2 separate regions of the Callithrix jacchus genome follow, and region 1 is linked to region 2. The links are chromatin contacts, called in public Hi-C maps. All regions are on one chromosome and are shown on one strand. Each heading gives the region's core, a stretch centred on a gene start, on an enhancer-like site or on the middle of the called end of the contact. The rest is flanking DNA. Distances are from core to core; before and after follow the strand shown. Region 1 holds the start of KRT84 (keratin 84). Region 2 has its middle 24 kb from the start of KRT78.

Region 1 (2,700 bases), core at 139-2,638, 450 kb before region 2:
ACTAAGAGGTGGGAATTCTGATTGTAAGTGCTACCCAACATCTCAGCTGAGACGTGTAGAGCTGGAAGAGAACTTAGAGACCTTTGACTCCAGATCCTCATTTTAGAGAGGAAGAAACCAAAACTTACAGAGGTTCTCTTCCATTCTCAGACACAGCCATTCCATCTCCACATAGGCATGGTGAGTGGGATGTCAGTTCTTTTGGGTGATCCAAGTCGCTGTTCCCACTCATGTGCCTGAAGACCAGTGACTACTAGCGGTCGCTCCCTACAGTTTCCCTGAATCTAGGCAACTTGGCCGAATTTCGATACCCCATCTGGGGGTCTGAATTCCTTTTTCTTTTTAATTACTCAACTCCATTCTCTACTTTTCTAAGCTTGGACAGATGAAGTCACTCAGCCTTAGAAACTCTGAAAACTTCGAAGGATCTCAAAGAATAAAACCTCTTAAACATGTATCAGGCAACACTTGGCTAAAGCCCCAATGTTTCCAGCCTGTTTCAGAGACATTTCTAAGCGACCAGATGGAACACGTGTCCAGATGCCCTTGAGTTTGGCTGGAGGTTCCTCTGTCCTCCAGAAGATGTCATCGCTGTCTGAATCTATCTACCATGCAGCATGGCCTCTGGCTTGTCCTTGCTCTGCAGCAGAGCATCCCACAATGCCTTAGGTAGACACTTGAAAGATCTGGGGTCAGGTTCCAGTCCCAGAACTTAGCCAGTTCTTTTTAAGGGAAAGACGATCCTAGTGCATTTTGGCTCTAATATTCCTAGACCCTGAGGTTCAGCTATCATAGGTACCTTGTCAATGAAGGAGGCAAACTTGTTGTTGAGGGTCTTGATTTGCTCCTTCTCATCTTTCTTCACCCTCTGGGCATTGGGGTCAATCTCCAGGTTGAGGGGGGTCAGCAGGCTCTGATTCACAGTCACTGCTGTGATGGATGGGGCTGCTGGGACTCCAACTCTGTAGCCAAAGCCAGGGCTGCCAAAGCCACAGCCAATGCCACTGCCAGCTCCAAACCCCAGGCCAACACAGCTGCCAGCCCCAGGCCCCAGACCAACACCTCTTCCATCACCAAAACCCATCCCACAGCCAGCACTGAAGCCGACTCCACAGCGGACGGGCCGAGGGCCTACAGGTGCCATACGGGGTGAGTACGATCCAAAGGTGACGACGCTCCGACTGCCAAAGCTGCCAAGGCCCCGGAAGCCTGGCCCACTCCTGCAGGAGACAGAGCTGGCCCGGAAGCGGTTCAGGTTCTGCGGTGTCGTTGCTGAGCAAGAGCTGAAGTTGCCCACCCGGTGACCAGAGCTGACTCGGTAGGAGCGGCAAGACATGGCAGCTTCCTGGTTGGGAGTGAAAGAGCGAGTGTAGAATGGACGAGCTGGAGCTGGGAGTCCCTCTGAGGCTAGTGGATCCCATGTGCCCCTTTTATGTGTGTGGTGATCTGAGGCTTGGCCCCATAAAAACGAGAAAAGCCATTTGCAGGCATTTATGAGCTTGGGTAGTTAGCAGAAACTCTTCATGCCTATAACCTCCTTGACGGTGAGTTAACTCAGACACACCTAGGCTCATCAGGATGAGGGCTGTAGCAGCAAACCAATAAATATTAAAAACACATAAACACATAAACATTATAGTCCTATTTTTCCCCATAAGTCACCACAATTGCCATTATGGGGACATTAATTTGGTTTGGTCATAAATGCAATAGGTTTTTTCACTGTAAGTGTGGCTAACCACCAGAAAGTTAGGATGGCGAGAGCTCCAGCAAGAGGCTCCCAAGGGATGCATCCGTGAAGACATCACCCTCTACAGGGGTAGGGGTGTGTGCAAAAGAGAGATGTGGTCTGCACATCTCCAAGGAGGAAGTGATATGGAGAAAATACAGCTTGTTGCATCTCTGTAGATCGATTAAATAACCAAAAAAACCTTCTGCCATATGGCTGTTTATGTGAGAGTTGAATCTATAGTAAAGCTCATTTGGGCTAGTTTAGACACATCTGTGACTTGAGACACTCAGAGATATTCATTCATTCAATAGTTTTCGAGTGCCTACTATGTATCCAGCAGTGTGCTTGGTGCTTAGGGTACAGAGATTAAAAAGACAGCCTCTATCTTCACGGTAGTAGGGAACACTTTATCTTAATTATTATTATTATTTTTTTAAGTGACAGAGTCTATGTTGCCCCGGCTGGTCTTGAACTCCTGGGCTCAAGTTATCCTCCTGCTTCCACCTCCCGAGTAGCTGGGACTGCAGGCATGCACCACCACGCCCAGTAGAAGATTTATCCTGAGAACTTCCAGCAGTCACCACTTTGTGGCATGATTTGAGTCCAAAGCATTGGAAAGTTTATGCATAGAAAGTTAACTACATGATTTTTAGCCCCCAAATATACCATAGGGCAGATTTATAGGCCTGTTCATTTAGGTTCCTTGAATTATTGATGAATCTTTGGTTAGGATAGAGAGACACAATATGCATCTGGATAAAAAATGAAAAGTTCATTCCAGCTAAAGATAACATCCAGCAGCTAAGTATTATCATTGTTATCAATATTGCAGCTCTCTTAGGACCCTGAACCAGGCTGGTGTTTACCTTTTCTATTCTAGTGTGTCCGGTGCCCAGGGAAATGCATGTTTGACTGGATGCTTGAGATTCTTTGGGATGCTTGGAATTCTACTTGGAAGGGGGTGTGTG
Region 2 (2,700 bases), core at 113-2,612:
TGGGGGCAGGGGGGTCTGTTTGTGTCTTTTATCTTCATGCATTGCAAATACACCGTGTTGATAGGTACCTGGTCCTATATGTGTATTAATGTCTGAGGTTTTGCGTGTGTGTAAATCTGCATGTGTCCATGACTGTGTGTGTGTGGATATATCCGTGTGGGGGTCATCATCGCTACCATTTATTGAGTTATTTCAATGTACTTTCCAGGGGTTGTTTCCTTGAATCCTCATGACAGTCCTTTAAGGAAGGTATTTTAGCTATCTCCATTTTACAGAAAGGGACCTAGAGTTGGAGAGATCCGATAATTGACTCAAAGTCAGATAACCTGTAAGAGCCAGAAACAGGAGACATCCCTCTACTGCTGAAAGTGTCTCTGTGTGTCCAAAAATAGAGAGCTGTAATCGAGAATCATGTAACACCTGCACATCTGTCTGCCTGCACCATCTAAACCTGTGCGTGCGTGCGTGCGTGCGTGCGTGTGTGTGACCCAGGAGCAAGTCAGCCAGCAAGCACCTGGCATCACCAGAGTTTTAGGGACAGTGACCCTCCGAGCATATTTTCTGACAGTATTTTCCCGAGTACATATCCCGACTGCATTTTCTGAAGCAGAAAACAGCGCGTGGTGTTGCTGACTCTGGACAGAGAACTTCTGCCGTCAAGACTGTGCCAGGAAATGCCCCTGTCCCCCTGAGCCTGGCAAACAAGGCAGCCTGTCTCCTTTGAGGAGGAGCTGAGTGCCCCGCAGAGACAATCCGGGAAGAGCTCAGAGGGGGGCAAGAAGGAACCAGAGCAAGGCTACCCCCACTCCCCGCAGAGCCACACGTGCCCCTAACCCGCAGGCGGGAGTGGCAGGGAGGGGCCCCGGGGAGAGGGGCTGAGACGCTCGGTTGCCCTGAGAGCCCTGTGCTCCGTCTCCGACAACCTCTCTCTAAAAGCAGAGACCATGGCGACTGGCTGGGTGCCCTTGTCAGGGGTCTCTCGGGGCAGCGAGGAGCCCTGGGAACCCGGAAGCGCGCGGGGCGCGGCGGGGCGGGGCAGAGCGCTAGGGCCGGGTGGCGGCCGCGGATTGGCTGGGCCCGAGCGCTCCCACGGCAGCCAGGAGCCCAGGGCGGCGCCGGCCGCGGCCGCTCCGCGGTGACTCATCCTGCACCCCACCTCTGGAGCTGGACGGGCGCCCGGCCTAACTTCCCACCCCAGACCCTCCCGCTAAGCCGGGACAGCCTGACTCAGCAGGGAGAGCCTGGCCTGCCTGCCGCCCCCTTCGCGTCCTCCCCGGGGGCGGAGAAGGGTGTGGGGGGAGAATGCGTTTCCTTCCCTATGGGAGAATTTGTCCGGCTTAGGGAGGAAATATGGTATCTGTTCTTCTGGGCGACTGTGTCTGTCCATGGAGCGGTGGGGTCTTCTGTTCCTCTGAAACGGGAGGCTGCGTGCCTGTTCTTCTGGGGGTGTCTCTGTGTATTAAGATCTTTATGGTCTGGCCGAAGGACGTGGCCTTTTGGAGTCTGCGTGTTGGTCCCTTTGGCGTGTTACTCACCACCACTACTCAAAATCATCTCTGCGCCCCCTACACCCCGCTTCCCCACATGCTTAGCAGCTCTGTGCCTCTGTCTCACAGAGGCCAGGACAGGCCCATCAGGGGTTAGCTCTGGGAATTCTCCAGCTCTGGCTCTGCTCCCTCCACAGGGCCAGGGCCCCTGAAGGTCAGAGGCCAGATTCTACCCTGCAGGCCCGGCTCAATCCCTACAGCAGTGCCTGCAAGACCGCAAAGTGATGCCCCAAAAAGGAGAAAGGACCCACAACTGTCCAGAGACTACAGTGTGCCACTTGTGCCATGCTAGGAGCTTCGTGTTCACCTTATCCACTGCTTCTCACAGCAACTCCAACAATAAACGTAATCCTGAAGGGGCGCTGTGGCTCACACCTGTAATCCCAGCACTTTGGGAGGCTAAGAAGGGCAGATGACCAGCCTGACCAACATGGTGAAACCCCATCTCTACTAAAAAATATATATATAAATTAGCCGGGTGTGGTGGCATGCACCTATAATCCCAGCCACTCAGGAGGCTGAGACAGGAGAATCACCTGAACCCAGAAGGAAGAGGTTGTACTGAGCCAGCCATTGCACTCCAGACTGGGTGACAAAGCGAGACTTCGTCTCAAAAAAAAAGAAAGAAGAATAATCCCATTTTACCAGGGAGAAACTGAGGCCTGGGTGGTAGCTTAAGGTCCCAGTGGCATAGTATGTGAGCAAATTTGGATTTGAACCCAGGACTGTCTGGCTCTAAAGAGTAAGCTCTTTCCATGGCTGTGGCTGCTCCCTGAGCTCCCTAACCAGGAGTGGCCTCCACCTGGCCCCACAGCAAACCTAGGGGAAACTCTGCCACCTCCACAGGGAGGCCAGCCTTCAACTTCACGAAGGCTTTCCCATCCCAAGGGAGGATCCAGAGGACTGTGAGAGGCTGGAGTGGAAGGAGAAAGAAGCCGAGAGTCAGTACATGTGGGGTTTGGAAGAGGCAACAGGATATGCCAGATCCCAGGGCTGGGGAAGAACACGGCAGCTCCACCCAACCCGTGCACACTTTGTAGGACACACACACACGTGCACAATGGCTGCTGGACACACCCAGCGCACAGAGCCAGCTGTGGGGGTCATTGGAAAGATTCCCAGACACATACACGTGTATGTTTCCTGTTGTGCA

Evidence for each region. Hi-C and Micro-C count contacts between places; a contact is called where the count stands out from the background.
Region 1: a Hi-C map of induced pluripotent stem cells shows a contact between it and region 2, with 4 times the contacts expected there. The contact joins the promoter of KRT84 here to the enhancer-like site in region 2. A contact is called at or near these places in 3 of 3 Hi-C or Micro-C datasets (induced pluripotent stem cells and skeletal muscle).

The regions. Positions count from the first base shown.
Region 1 is chr9:67,124,374-67,127,073 of calJac240_pri, reverse strand. KRT84 (keratin 84) reads right to left here and starts at 1,388. Exons shown (of 9, transcript XM_035256696.3): 1 at 800-1,388. The coding sequence starts at 1,336. All of the region lies in intron 1 of LOC118144243, which reads left to right.
Region 2 is chr9:66,671,918-66,674,617 of calJac240_pri, reverse strand. No RefSeq gene overlaps it. Among named protein-coding and RNA genes, the nearest start is that of KRT78, 24 kb to the left of the region's middle. Within about 2 kb of position 1,362, at least 15 of the 16 cell types and tissues checked have an H3K27ac peak or open chromatin away from gene starts, as enhancers often do. A contact at or near this core is called in skeletal muscle, where this site is marked.